3 separate regions of the Mus musculus genome follow, and all the other regions are linked to region 1. Evidence: chromatin contacts called from public Hi-C and promoter capture Hi-C data. All regions are on one chromosome and are shown on one strand. The core of a region is the stretch at or near the end of the contact, and the rest is flanking DNA. Distances in the headings are between cores, read along the strand shown. Region 1 holds the start of Irak3 (interleukin-1 receptor-associated kinase 3). Region 2 holds the start of Gns (glucosamine (N-acetyl)-6-sulfatase). Region 3 holds the start of Rassf3 (Ras association (RalGDS/AF-6) domain family member 3).

Region 1 (4,334 bases), core at 261-2,760:
TTACAATTTTATTGCAGTAGATTTGGCAAATAAGCAAAAAACATTTAATTAAGAAAAGTGGAAATCGGGGCTGGAGAGATGGCTCAGTGGTTAAAGAGCACTGACTGCTCTTCGGAAGGTCCTGACTTCAATTCCCAGCAACCACATGGTGGCTCACAACCATCCGTAACGAGATCTGGTGCCCTCTTCTGGAGTGTCTGAAGGCAGCTACAGTGTACTTACATATAATAAATAAATCTTAAAAAGAAAGAAAGAAAGAGAGAGAGAGAGAGAGAGAGAGAGAGAGAGAGAGAGAGAGAGAGAGAAAGGAAGAAAGAAAGAAAGAAAAGTGGAAATCACATCCACCGCAAACAGCATTTCCCTTATAGATTATTGGAGACTTATTGGAAACAGCGAAGTGGGTTATGCATGCCATCTGAGTTCTGTCCCAGGATCCCGTGGTGGAAGGAGAGAACTGGTTCCTGGAATTTGTCTTCTAGATGCGGGAGGAGTGTGGGATACACACACAAAAAACACCAAAGAATAGATATCTTAAAGTTCTAAAAGAAAGGAAGGAAGGAAGGAAGGAAGGAAGGAAGGAAGGAAGAAGGAAAGGAGAAAAGAAAGAAAGAAAGAAAGAAAGAAAGAAAGAAAGAAAGAAAGAAAGAAAGAAAGAAAGAAAGAAAGGAAGGAAGGAAGGAAGGAAGGAAGGAAGGAAGAAAGAAAGAAAGAAAGAAAGAAAGAAAGAAAGGAAAGAAAAGAAAGTAAGTTTGCTTTTTGTTTTTGAGATGGCGTCTCATGTTTCCCAAGCCAGCTAGGAACTCTCTACAAGGAGAGGATGCTCTTGAGCATCTGTCCTGCCTACTTCTACCTCTCAATGACTGGCACTACCACTGTCTGTTTTATTCCAAGCTAGGGAATCGAACATGCAGCTTCATACATCTATAGGTAAGCACTCTAGCAACTGAGCGGCATCTCAAAAAAGAAGTTATAATATTAAAAAAATCTGATGTAGGGGTTGTAGAGCCAGTAGCCATGCCCTGCATACGGTAATATTTGCATACTGCTGCGCACACTGCAAACCGAGTGAAGCGAGAATCTCTTCCCAGCACGGGATGCTTTCTTGACATCTGACATACCCAATCCCCTAACTTGATACAGCAGTACCCCACTGTCAGAGAGGGAAGGAGAGTGAGTGGCAGGTCCCCGGGTTTGCTGAGTCCCTCGCGGGGGAGGACCGGCAGGTCTGAGTCGCACTCACCCAGGCCCCGCCAGCCGAGCGGGCCATCGCAGCTGTCCAGGATCCCGCAAAGCTCTCCCAGCAGTGCGGGCGGCAGGTCGAAGAGCAGCAACTGTGGCGACAGCGCGCCACGGGCCCCGCACCGGCCGGCCATCGCGGAGTCCCGGGACCCCACGCAGAGAAGCAGGGAGGTCGCCGCTGTCACCGCCTTTCACAACCGCGGAAATTCAGCTCCACGACGGCTGCCCGGAGCTTGCAACACGCCGTCGCAGGGCGGGCCCCACGTGACGTAGGGAGCCGCTCCCCAGGGATGCGCCCTGCGAGACCTGGGCTGCCCTTGCTCCTAGCCGCTGTCCCGCGACCCTGCGCGCCGCACCCCAGGTCATCTTTGTTATGAACCGTTCTGTCCGTCCCCGTCTTGGGACATGACCCAGGAGACCAGCCAAGAAAATGAGGGCGGGGAACAGCGGCTGGAATCCGGGAAAGCCGCCACCCCTCTGCTGCTCTGGGACGGGCGGCCTCCTGGCCACGATGGATCTAAGAGGTTTGTGTTACATCTTTTAAAGTTTCTCTTTGTCCCGTCAGGAAAGAAATGCGTGCTCACCGAGAAACACGTTTTTGCCAAATAACTTTAAACGGAAGGAAACGTGTACACGCCGGGCGAAATGGACATAAAAAGAAAACCACAACAAACAGGCCAAACCTGGGCAAACAAACTGCTCATCCTTGCTGCAGAAGGCAACCCCTGCCGTCGTGCCGCTTGGTTTTACTACAGTCTCCCTTTCTTTCCTCGCAGTGCTTCAACGAGTTTGCAAAATGAAGTTTAGGAAACATTGGCTGGTGTGTTGAAATATTCTACCGTTTATGCTGTAATGACCACCGCAGGAACGGTACGGATACTACTGACAAAGGAGGTGGGAAAATGAAGTGGGAGATTTTATGATAACCAGGCACTGAAAAACAAACTCCTGTTTCAATCCCCTGAGCTTGTCTTTGGAATGGCGCCCCCTGGCGGTCAGCAGCAATGGTGCCTGGGCATTCAGTACCCACAGTGGCAAAGTTAGAACTGTTTGAGCAAAACTTCTTAAGTCTCCTCATTCTAAGGACTACGGTTTTATCAGGCTACACCCCAAAAAGGGTCTCTATGCCACCATGCTGAGCATCAGAGGGAGAGAAGATTGATACAGGGTTCTTTTTGACTTTCTAGACCAGACAAAAGCAACCTGAGACGTGTGCCTGCACAGGAAATCGCCATGTGTGGTTGTGTTAGCTTTCTGACAAAATGCCCCCACCGAGCAGCTTCAAAAGAAGAAGTTGTTTGGTACACAACCTCGGAACTTCAGTCCATGGTTGCTTGACCCCAATGTCTTTTGAGGTCTCTGAGAAGCCAAAGTGTCATAGCGTAAGTGATCCATGGCGGCAGGAAATGAGAGAGAGGGAGGGAGGAAGGGGGACAGGGCCAGGGTACCAAATTCCCTTCAAGGGATCTGATTTATTTGCACTAAGACCTATCTGGTTCCGGTTCAGTCGCCTATCAGCACTGTAGGCTGGCAAGCAAGCTTTTAGTATATGGGCAGTCAGAGGATGTTTAATATCCTCACTATAACAATAACAGTAACACTCAAAATGTTTGCATCACCAGGTCTTCTAATGCGGCATGAGGCAAGGAGAAAGAGATTGGGGGCAAGATACACCCTCCAAAGCCACGCCTCCAATGACATAATCCATCCGTGAAGTCAGTGTCTGTGAGCTGCTTACCTCTACACTACACTACACTACACTACACTACACTACACTACACTACACTACACCAGCTGGGAACCACGTGGCCAAGCGTGCACTCTCAGTGCTTCCTGTCCACGCCATAATAAACGTGTTTCTCATCTCTAGAGGTGAACCATCTAGACCCCTAGATAAGTCTCATCTTTTCTTAGCGGCTCTGGATCCTAAAACCCTTTCCTTCTAACAGAAGGGTATGCGAGCAGCCGTTGTTGTCTGTCTCTGAGATTTTAACTTTGCTTCACTCGCCTGGCTCATCTCCATCACAATTTAAATACGATACTAATTTTTCGGCCTTCAAAACAAAATGTTCTGCATCTTTCTTCCTCATAGAGTTGTGTAGTCTCACCATCACTTTCTCTTACCCTACTCTCAATCGGGCCACTTTGCACCCCTCAAACGGTTCTCCTCAGTGCCACCCAAGTCTTTCTTGCACAGCATTGGCACTCACATCCTCTGGGCAGCCTCAGTCCTATTACTATCTGTCGCTGTCAATTGAAAAACGAAGCTTGAAGAAAGATGCCGTCATGAGCTAGGAGAGCTTCATTCTACAAAGGGAGACTGTGATAAGAAGGGCTCGGCTCCCTCAGTATGTTGCTTGCCTTCTTTCTTGCGTTAAGATCCCTTCAATGCAAGCTGCTTGACGCTCTCAAGTAACTTCTCAGTCGCATTCTGAGGCTGGCCAGACATGGCTACTCGATCTTCGATCTTCAGATTCCAAGCTGTGTGCTAGATAAACCTCGGTAGCTCTAAAGTAGCCCAGTTTTAAACGCAAAGGAATCTAGGACATCAATTGTATGCTTGCATGCATGTAAGGCTCCCTCGGTCTCCGTTTTGTTTCCTGTTTCTGGGTTAAAACACCCTGATGGGGCTGGTGAGATGGCTCAGTGGGTAAGAGCACCCGACTGCTCCTCCGAAAGTCCGAAGTTCAAATCCCAGCAACCACATGGTGGCTTACAACCATCCGTAATGAGATCTGACTCCCTCTTCTGGAGTATCTGAGGATAGCTACAGTGTACTTACATGTAATAAATAAATAAATCTTTAAAAAAAAAATAAAAAAAAAAACACCCTGATGAAAGCAGATTCGGGAGAGAAAGGGTTTATTTCAGCCCACGATTCCAGGCCACAGTCCATCATTTTGGAGAAGTAAAGGCGGCAGGGACTTGAAGCAGCCAGCCAGTTCCATTACATTTCAGCCATGAGGAGAGAGAGAGAGAGAGAGAGAGAGAGAGAGAGAGAGAGAGAGAGAGAGAGAGAGAGCAAGGCTGCAGAGATGGCTCAGTGGTCAAGAGCACTAGCTGCTTGCTACTCCAGGAGACCCAGGTTTGATTCC
Region 2 (4,745 bases), core at 627-3,126, 1.2 Mb after region 1:
TTTTTATGACTCTTTTTCTTTTCTTTTCTTTTTTTTAAATTTTTTTTTCGAGACAGGGTCTCTCTGTGTAGCCCTGGCTGTTCTTGAACTCACTCTGTAGCCCAGGCTGGCCTCAAACTCAGAAATCCTCCTGTCTCTGCCTCCCAAGTGCTGGGATTAAAGGCGTGCGCCACCACTGCCCAGCGAGACTCTTTTTCTTTAGACAGGTTCTTATAGCCTAAGCCCAGGTTAGCCTCAAACGTATAATCCTCTTTCTCCCAGTGTCCTAAGAGCTGGAATTGCGAGTATTTGCCATCATGGCTAGGGGAAAACTGTCTCTGATTTTTCTGCACGAGGCTGAGTTCCTTGGATCTTATTTTCTCAAAATTTAGACGTTTTGAAGCTATTATTTCATTTAAAAAATTATTTCTTCTTTTTCTAACTCCAGTCCTGTGAGTGGTGGACTACATTGTCGTGTCTCATAGGTCACAGAGATCCTATACATTTTTATTGTATATTATATTAATTGTACAATACTGTATGTTATTATAAACTATCTGCTTTATTTTTAGATGTAAAATAAAAAAAAGAAAAATACTTTTCGAAGGTTCTGTGTCCAGTTGTCTGACAGATGTCTCAGTGGTTAAGAGCACATGGTACTCTTGCAGAGGACCCATGTCAACTCCCAGGAACCCTCGTGGTGCCTCACAACCATTTGTAACTCCAGTCCCAAGGGTCAGACGCTCTCGTTGACTTCCCCAGGAACTAGGCAAGCATAGTACACATACATGCATGCAGACAGACACTCATGCACATAAATCTTTTAAAAAGAAATCGCAAAGGTGTGAGTCCAACACACAATCAACTGGCAAATGGCTGTACCTTCTTTTGTTCTGCATAGAACAGTGCTCACTTGGTATATCGTGCATTGACCTCGCAGGAATCCCTAACAGCAACTTAACTTTTTAGCTAACTTAAAATATTTTTTGAGGTTTCATTCAACAAAGGATGTGTTGCTACTGGTCGTGCACTTCTTTTCTTTTTTAAGATTTATTTATTTATTTATTTATTTATTTATTATAAGTACACTGTAGCTGTCCTCAGACACAGCAGAAGAGGGCATCGGATGTCATTACAGATGGTTGTGAGCCACCATGTGGTTGCTGGGATTTGAACTCAGGACCTCTGGAAGAGCAGCAGTTAGTACTCGTAACCACTGAGCCATGCACTTCTAAGTTTCCAAGAAGGCTTGCAAAAACTCACCAAGTAGGACTGGCCAAGATGCCAAGGCACCTGCCGCCAAGCCTGAGGGCCTGAGTTAGATCCCCTGCACTCACTCCACAGAAAGAAAGCACTGACGCCCGCAAGATGCCCTCCGACCTCCACACACGTGCCGCGGAAGGTGCGTGAGCACGCAAAACCCACAAAAATAAATGTAAATTAAAGTGTGATTAAAACTTGAAACGTTGACCAGAGCTCCTAGCGTCGTAAAGACGTTCCTAAATTGTTTGAAAGTACATGCCAGCCGAGGAAAGTGGAATAACAACAGCTGAGCCAAATGAGAACTTCACCTCGACAGGTGAAAAGTCAAAGGACACAGGCAGAGCTGTCCATTAACCCCAGGACTGGCCGGGACTTTAACCAGCAGCTGATCTTGTGTTCACAGCACGTGCGCTGCTTCACTCTGGAGGGAAGATGAGCGGACTGACTCCTGTCTTCATCTCCGGTGCTCTGTCCTTCCTCCTGCAGCATCAGGAGCAGGCCTAACCAGTGGCGAGGCCAGGCTCCGCGCGGTCCTAGCTCTGTCCAGCCCTGCCCAGCGCCCGGGCTCTCCGCCGCTCCCCAGGCCCCGCCCACGGCCGCCCGTCACGTGACGACGCGCCCCGCCCCCTGCCCCGCCTCACGTGATCTCGCCTAGGGAGAGAAAGCCTGACCCCGTCTCCTGCGCTCACCGGCGTCTCTCCGCAGCTCTCGGTTCCCCCGCGGAGCTTGGCCGCCATGCGGCTCCCTTCGGCAGCCGGGCCCCGGCCGGGCCGTCCCCGCCGCCTGCCGGCGCTGCTGCTGCTGCCGCTGCTGGGAGGCTGCCTGGGGCTCGTGGGGGCGGCTCGCAGGCCCAACGTGCTGCTGCTGCTCACCGACGACCAGGACGCGGAGCTCGGCGGCATGGTAACTCGTGTCCACGCCCTCCCCTTGCCCCTTTGCTGGGCCGCTTGGCCGTGGGTGGCTGTGCGCGGTCACTCCGGGCCCTCCGGGAGCTTGGACGAGTCATGGGACCCGGCTTCCTCCCCCGAGCTCACCCACAGGCTCGCACCGTGCGCACGGTGCCTCCAGCCTGGACCTTACTGCTGCAGTGGACACTCGCCGCTCAGGGCAAACCTGTGGAGGCCAGTGATTGATTAGGGAGATCCGAGGCCACGTCAGCCCTCTTCACGGAGGACCTGGGACGTCGGCATCCGTGCTTCTGTGGTGGCTATAAAAGTGGGTTTGTAGGCTGTCGAGCTGTTATTGACAGAGAGTGTTTTTGCTTAAGAAGCATCAAAACCAAAATCAATTGGCCTAATCGAACAGTTGGCTGAGGCATTACTGTCAGGGCTCCAATTTAGGTCTAATGGGTGTTAGTCATGAAGACTGCATTTCCTTCCCAGTCACTTCTGCTCTTTCGAGGTTCCGGAATTTGACCTTTGGGAACATGAACGCCAATCTCCATCCATTGGTGCTCTAGGGATTTGCCCAAAGCACTGAGCGGGAGGAGGCAGATTAGGACCAACCCTCCAATGGTATTCCGTCCTGGGTCAGCATTGCTCTCACTAAAAAGGAAAAAGAAACAAGTCGAGACTCTCTCCCTCTTTCGGTTCTCCTTCTGCTTTCAGCTGATTGCGGTAGCTGTGAAACCTCTAAGCAGGAGGGTCCTACTTTTTCCTGTGTGGTCATTAACCCTGGCTCAATGTCCTTCAAGTTGCTGGTCCCAGCTGATCAGTGAGTTGTGAAATGAGTCTAGTGAGCCAACATTTTGGTTTTCCACGTGTCACATGTGATAATGGTTAGCAGAGCCTGTGTATTTCTGGGCTGGGCAGTAACACTTTGCCTTCCGCGAACTGTCTTTTTCTAGATGGTGTTCTGTTACCAATCCCCTTGGCCCTTCTCTATATCTACATAGATCCCATTCATCGCCTTGTTGCTGTTGTGGTATCCCCTGAGCCATAAGGATGTTGAATCTCTTCTCCCCTCCCACCCTGCTGGAGGGCCTGCTAAGCCAGTTCTCTCTCAGAGCGAGCCCCCACCCCCTGTACCAAAAGTCTTGACTTAATTCCCTCTTAGGTTTTATTATCCCTCCCTCCAACAGTTCCCATAGCTCTCTTCTCTTTCTTTCTCTTTCTCTTTGCTTTATTTCGTTTGTTTGGTTGTGTTTTGTTTCGTTTTGAGACAGGGTCTCACTGTATAGCCGCGGCTAGCCTTGAACTCACAGAGATCCATCTTCTGTTTCACCGGTGCTGGGATTTCAAAAAAAAAAAAGTATTTTGTTCAGGAAAAAAAAAAAAATGCTGTCTCTCCCAGAGTACTCAACAGGTCAGCCTTAATACTGCTGTTGGAAACAAAATCCACTACTTACATATAAGGTGCCCCAGCTTAGTGACTGTCACTTAGCACAGCTGTTGTCTGTGTATAGTCGAGGTCTTTCACTTTGTGTTAATGGTACTTGCCTCTAGAACTTTCTCTTTTTCTGTTTGCTTCTTTATACCAGTAGGATGTGTGTATAGGGGGAGCGTATGTGCACACAGTGGCCTGAATAGAGTGGAGGTTAGAAGACGGCGTCCCCCCTTCTCCACGAGTGTCCTGGGAGCTTAAACTCCTCAGGCTTGGCAGAGGTTTGCATGTACCCTTGAGTCACCTCGATGGCCCTGGGCTCTTTTTTTAAAATATATATAAAGTATTTGTAGTAGCCAGAGAAACCAAAACAAAAGAAGCTTGCAGCTTCCCACACATGTTCTGTCAACAACATGGGTTCCTTCCCTGGATCGTACAAGTGCCGTGGACGCTAAATAAATGAGGAAATGGTGTTTGCTTGTTTTAAAGCTGCAGCCCCTAGCACTTCAGGGAATTCTGACTTTTCTGGTGGCCCCTTGTGGAGTCGTGACACTGACTGTCAAATAGGATAGCAGAGTGACGAGCTGAGCCGGGGTGATGTTTAAGAACTTCCTCCGTGCCGGGCAGAGGGTGAGGTGTCTCCTGTTCGTATTTCTAACATCACGGAAGCTGCCTGTGGCAGACAGCTGAGGGGCAACAGGTTTCTCTGCTTTGCGAAAACACCGTGGTAGCCCCGTCTCACCACATGTTGCCTCAAGGCCACAGGGGCGCTTTGCACTGAGTCTTCAGTGGCATTCTGGAATGTCGTCAGTGGGGTTCACCCACGGTACTTAATTTATGAATAAAGCCTTATGTATAGTGTCTCTACCAGAGAGAGGAATTGTGTTTCAGATTGACACAATAGCAGGCAAGGTAAGGAATGGGGACCCCCATACACACGCACCCACACTGGCTCACATCAAAAGTTGATATCCCTTGATTTCCATTTAATGTGATTTTTTTTTTCAAGACAGTCCACGTCCTAGTTAGGGATACGATTGCTGTGATGAAACACCACGGCCAAAAGCAACTTGGGGAGCTAAGGATTTATTTGGCTTGAATGTTCATTGTCACAGCACGTCCAGGGAAGCCAAGGCAGGGATTCAAACAGCACAGGAACCTGGAGGCCAGAGCTGATGCAG
Region 3 (4,725 bases), core at 412-2,911, 1.3 Mb after region 1:
GAAATTACCAGGCACTTCTGGAATACAAGTCAAACTGGCTCAAGCTCTTTACAAGGCAAACGGGAGGGGAATATGTAAAGTGGTGAAGAACCCCAATGAGGGAAAAACTAGATGAGAAAGGGGGAAAAGGCCATTTCTTGTCTGCCCCACAGGAGGTAGGCCAGGCAGTGTGGGAGTGGGAGTCGTGGGTAATCTCTGACTTCCAAATTCCCCCATTAGCACATTCTACTGAAAATAAAAGGTCACCCTAGTAAACGGAGCAACCTGAAGTCTGAGGATAAAGGCATGCTACCACCCACCCTAGCTAGCCCTTCACTAGGGGACTAGTTGTTAGCAATAATGACCTCATCCTAGCCTTTCACCCTCCTCCTCCTCTTAGTTTGGAAATCTAATAGACCAAAAAGCCTAGAACTTCCAAATCTGATAAAGGAGTTTTACTTTAGAAAACAACGGCCTGTTAAACTTAAAAGGGTTGGCAAGGGCAGTCTGGGCAGAGATTTCTCTCCACCAAAATCCCCATCACTGGGCCTCTGAACGATTAGTTTCTCTTGTTTTTCATCTCCAGAGTTGACAGAAACCTCTGGTGTGCGTCTGTGGTGTTTTTAGGAGCAACAAGTTTGTTCCGTTAAAGCTCCTATATCTGACGAGAGCGTGGCCGAGCTGGCCAGGCTCCCTGGTGCGGCTTCCAGGGCCAGAAGGCCACCGGTTAAGCGCCGACCTTACAAGTCCGGCCAAAGTGCCCCATTTGGAAGACGCCCCTAAAAAAAAATAATAATAATCCCTGTCCCGATCTGTGAAACTGGCACAACTTCCCGTACTGTCTTTTCCCAAGCCACGCTTCCCACGGCACCCTTCCTCCAAAAAAGGAAGAAATCGGCGTAAGGCTCAGCCCTCTGGAGCTAAGTCTACCCAGGACGTCCGCAGGACCCGCAAACCGGACCTGATGAGACCCAGACTTTAGTGAGCACCGACGATCGCCCGGTCCCTTTACCCTGCAGCTTGCCCGCACCGGGGCTGCTCGGTCACTTTGGGCTATTGCGTGCCCTCAAGCCACTCAGGGCCATCGAGCAAACTGCAGCTAGAAGCAAACTGCAGCCAGGACGGCGCGGTGACCCGGCCGTCGCCCCGAAGGGCTGTCGGGGGAGCCATCCCGAGTGGCCCGGGGACCTCCCGGCTCTTTGGAGCTGCTCCCGCAGCCGGCGTCCCCCAAGCAGAGAGGCCCAGGCCATCTGGCTCCGCGCCCTTCCACCTCCTTCCTTCGCCTCGGGCGGCCCACGCCCACTGCACAGGCTCCCAGCACCTTTCAGGCGCCGAAAGGGCAAAGGCCACTCTCAGAGCCCCGCAGCCCTCGGGCGAGCATCGCCCAGCGCGGGCGCAGACACGTGGAGCCAAGACCCCCGAGCACGCCACTCACCGGCTGACCCGAACGGGACTTGCCCGGAGGCGCTCTCCTGAAGAAGGAGGTCCTGGCGGTGAAGAAAAAGTCCTCGTCCTCCTCGAGGCTGCTGTAGCCGCTGCTCATGCTGCTGGTCCGGTTGCGCGCAGGGGGCCTCCCCGGGGCGCAGGCGGCCAGGCCGGGGTGCGGCGCCCGCCCGCCCCGTGAGGTTCCCGGCGCGCGGCCCCGAGCCGCCGGCAAGCCGTCCTGCTGCAGCTGCAGCCGCCGCTCAAGCCGCCGTCTGGTCCCCTCCCGCAGGATCAGCCGCCCTCTCCGGGCGCCTCCCGGCTCTGGTGCGCCACGACCCCGCCCCCTCCTGGACCCAGCCCCCCACGCCTGGCAAGGCCCCACCCACCTCAAACCAGACCCCGCCCAGCCAAGACCCCGCCCCCAGCCCGTCAAGGACCCAGCACACGCCACGCCCCTGCTACCAAGGCCCCGCCCAGGCCCCGCCCCACGGGCCTCCGCTGCTGCGTCCTGCCCAGCTCCGCGCGCGCAGGTGGGGCCCCGCCCGCGGCCCTCAGCCACGCCCCTCCGTCCTAGCACCGGTGGACTGTTGGAGGAAGGTGGGTTCGAGCACCGCCCCTGCTGGAACAGTTCTCCCGAGGGCTTCCCCAACCTCCCGGAATCTGCAAACTCCTCAGTGATTTCCCGTCACTGGAGCCGAAGTTTTGGAGAGGGCGGCAATATAATGGAGAACTTTTCCCACTCTCCTTCGGGCTCGGCCTTGGTGGAAACGGTCTGGGTCGAGGGGGTCGAGCCACGCGTGCGGCTGGCCCCTCCCAAACCGTTATAAGTTAGCAGAGGTGGGTGGGGTAAGAGCGACTGGGTTGTGCTTATTTGAAAGAAAACATCCTCTCTGGTTCTTTTGAACTTCGGTGGTAAAGCTTTCCCGCCTCCCTGTGGCGAAGGCGTGTCCCAAATGTGGATGGCTAAAGCAGTTGAGAATTTGGGGGACAAATTTCATAATCACCGAACAATCCAGTACTTTTAATTTAAATGCACTTTGGAAATGTCGCCTCCCACAAGCAACCTTACATGGTCACCCCATGGGGGAGCAAGTAGATTAGACCACTCCGTTCTCACCCACACAACAAAAAACAAGGTTTCCCTTCGGGAATCTGCTAAATTTTTAAAATGCGACTTTTTTTTTTTTTTTTTTTTTTTGCTTAGGGTGACCTGGGGGGTCGTTTTCCCCTTGGCGTGATGGAGTTGACTTGAGTCCTACTAACTTGCTTGCAAGAGACCTTGATGGGAAAGAGGGTTTGAAGCTTTAAGGCTGCTATGATATGCAGGCCGTAGCAGAATTTTTGTTTTGTTTTTTAAGGAGTTTTTTAAAAGAGAAACTCGTCATTGCTTATGGCTAAGCCCTTTTCTCCTCTACTCCCCCAGTGCTGTGACTAAAACATAAAGGTAGCAGTCGCCTTCAGGCTGAGACCCGCTGCTTCTGTGGCGTTTTTGTGTACCCTTCCTGGAATCAGGACTGAGTGCCTAATCGTCACTTGAGAACGAGAAGGGGGGAAAGCCAGACCGGAGAGAAGTCTGGGACAAGGGAAAGAAATGGCTCCTGTGTAGTTCCTTCCTCCCTCGGGCAGAAAGAAGGCTGACTTATCTGCCTTCCTGCAGATTTATTCACGTGTTCAGCATGCAAACTGGCCTTTCACTCCAGGGAACTCACCCCCAGAGGGGCCTTAGAGTCACAGCCTATTTTAAAGCCCTTACTTGAAAGACTTCTTCCCAGGCACCACTCGACTATGGATGACTAGAAAGCAGAGTCTGGCTTTACTCTTCCTTTAGCCGGAAAGCCTTACTTTACAGGTTCCTTGTGTACTTAGGAGCCAAATGTAAGAGAAGAGGACAATCACTCCATGCAAGATTTGTCTTCTTTAACTCCTACTGTGACATCATTCAGATAATGCCATATTGAAATAACAGGGGCTTCAGTTAAATACTCCAGTTTGAGTAGTGGGTGGGTTAAAGATTTATTGATTTGTTGATTTATTATGTATATAATGTTCTCCCTGCATGTATGCCTTTAGAGGAGGGTACCAGATCTCATTGTAGATGGTTGTGAGCCACCATGTGGTTGCTGGGAACTCAGGACCTTGTGACCTGAGCCATCTCTCCAGCCTGGGGTAAACGATTTAACAAACGTGTTTTATTATATTATTATATTTATATTATATTATCCATGCGTCACCTAGAGTAGACACAGACACAGAAACAGAAAAGATCTTTCATGGTTTGGATTGGTTTTTGTTTTGTTTTCTTTTGCTTTTGGGTCTCCTGGCTGTCCTGGAGCTCACTTTGTAGACCAGTCTGGCCTCGAACTCAGAAATCTGCCTGCCTCTGCCTCCCAAGTGCTGGCATTAAAGGCGTGCACCACCACTGCCCTGCCCTTTCATGATATTTTTTTTAAAGATTTATTTATTTATTATATGTAAGTACACTGTAGCTGTCTTCAGACACTCCAGAAGAGGGCATCAGATTTCGTTACAGATGGTTGTGAGCCACCATGTGGTTGCTGGGATTTGAACTCCGGACCTTCGGAAGAGCAGTCGGCGCTCTTAACCACTGAGCCATCTCGCCAGCCCCCTGATGTTATTTTTAAGGGGAAGAGTCTACATTACATTTTATGGCTGTCAGCACCCCATCAGAATCATTTAGGCTTGCTGCCTTTTAACTTTTAGAAATTAGTGTTTGTGGGCAGGTGCCCCTGCCATGGCTTGCCTGTGGAAGGAAGAGGGCAGCTTTGTGCTGTCAGTTCTCCTGACGTAGTTACACGGGCCCTGGCCCCTGAACCCGGGTGGCTGGTCCTGAACCACAGGCAACTTTACTGACTGACCCATCTCATTGGCCTCGTGAGAACCACTTGTTTAAAAAAATAATCATAATTCGGAAGAGGGGTAGTCCAGGGTGGATCACCTTTATTAACGGGGTCCTGGGGTTTTACTGAACAGGCCTGAAGCTAAGAAAGTCTGGTTCTGCCACGGGGTGGCACACGCCTTTAATCCCAGCAGAGAAGCAGAGGCAGGCAGATCTCTGAGTTCTAGAACATCCAGGGTCACATAGAGACTCCATCTCAAACACACACACACACACACACACAAAGTATGACTAAGGAAAGTCTCTGCTTCTAGGAACAAAAAGTAAAAGCCATATTTCTATATTTTTCACATAGCATCATTTTAAATAAAAGCTGAGTTTTAAGATTTGACTCACAGAGCCAGGCCGTGGTGGCACGCGCCTTTAATCCCAGCACTTGGGAGGCAGAGGCAGGCAGATTTCTG

The links. Promoter capture Hi-C pulls out the DNA fragments that hold promoters and counts their contacts. Hi-C and Micro-C count contacts between places; a contact is called where the count stands out from the background.
Region 2: a Hi-C map of B cells shows a contact between it and region 1, with 9 read pairs. The contact joins the promoter of Gns here to the promoter of Irak3 in region 1. A contact is called at or near these places in 4 of 39 promoter capture datasets (the 3T3-L1 cell line, HPC-7-derived erythroid cells, hippocampal neurons and 1 more), 2 of 484 Hi-C or Micro-C datasets (B cells and the G1E-ER4 cell line), 2 of 115 datasets of contacts at active chromatin or transcription factors (the NIH/3T3 cell line and large pre-B cells) and 3 of 9 other capture datasets (adipose tissue, macrophages and pancreatic islet).
Region 3: a promoter capture Hi-C map of pre-B cells shows a contact between it and region 1, with 3 times the contacts expected there. The contact joins the promoter of Rassf3 here to the promoter of Irak3 in region 1. A contact is called at or near these places in 3 of 39 promoter capture datasets (the C10 cell line, liver and pre-B cells), 2 of 484 Hi-C or Micro-C datasets (B cells and embryonic stem cells) and 1 of 115 datasets of contacts at active chromatin or transcription factors (microglia).

The regions. Positions count from the first base shown.
Region 1 is chr10:120,200,087-120,204,420 of GRCm38.p6, forward strand. Irak3 (interleukin-1 receptor-associated kinase 3) reads right to left here and starts at 1,511. Exons shown (of 12, transcript NM_028679.4): 1 at 1,241-1,511. The coding sequence starts at 1,373. It overlaps Gm38500 (predicted gene, 38500), which reads left to right and starts at 1,504. Exons shown (of 3, transcript NR_166661.1): 1 at 1,504-1,763; 2 at 2,016-2,109; 3 at 2,862-4,082.
Region 2 is chr10:121,363,214-121,367,958 of GRCm38.p6, forward strand. Gns (glucosamine (N-acetyl)-6-sulfatase) reads left to right here and starts at 1,877. Exons shown (of 14, transcript NM_029364.4): 1 at 1,877-2,145. The coding sequence starts at 1,978. Gm51786 (a long non-coding RNA gene) reads left to right here. Exons shown (of 3, transcript XR_003948972.1): 3 at 1-54.
Region 3 is chr10:121,474,589-121,479,313 of GRCm38.p6, forward strand. It overlaps Rassf3 (Ras association (RalGDS/AF-6) domain family member 3), which reads right to left and starts at 1,662. Exons shown (of 5, transcript NM_138956.3): 1 at 1,415-1,662. The coding sequence starts at 1,522.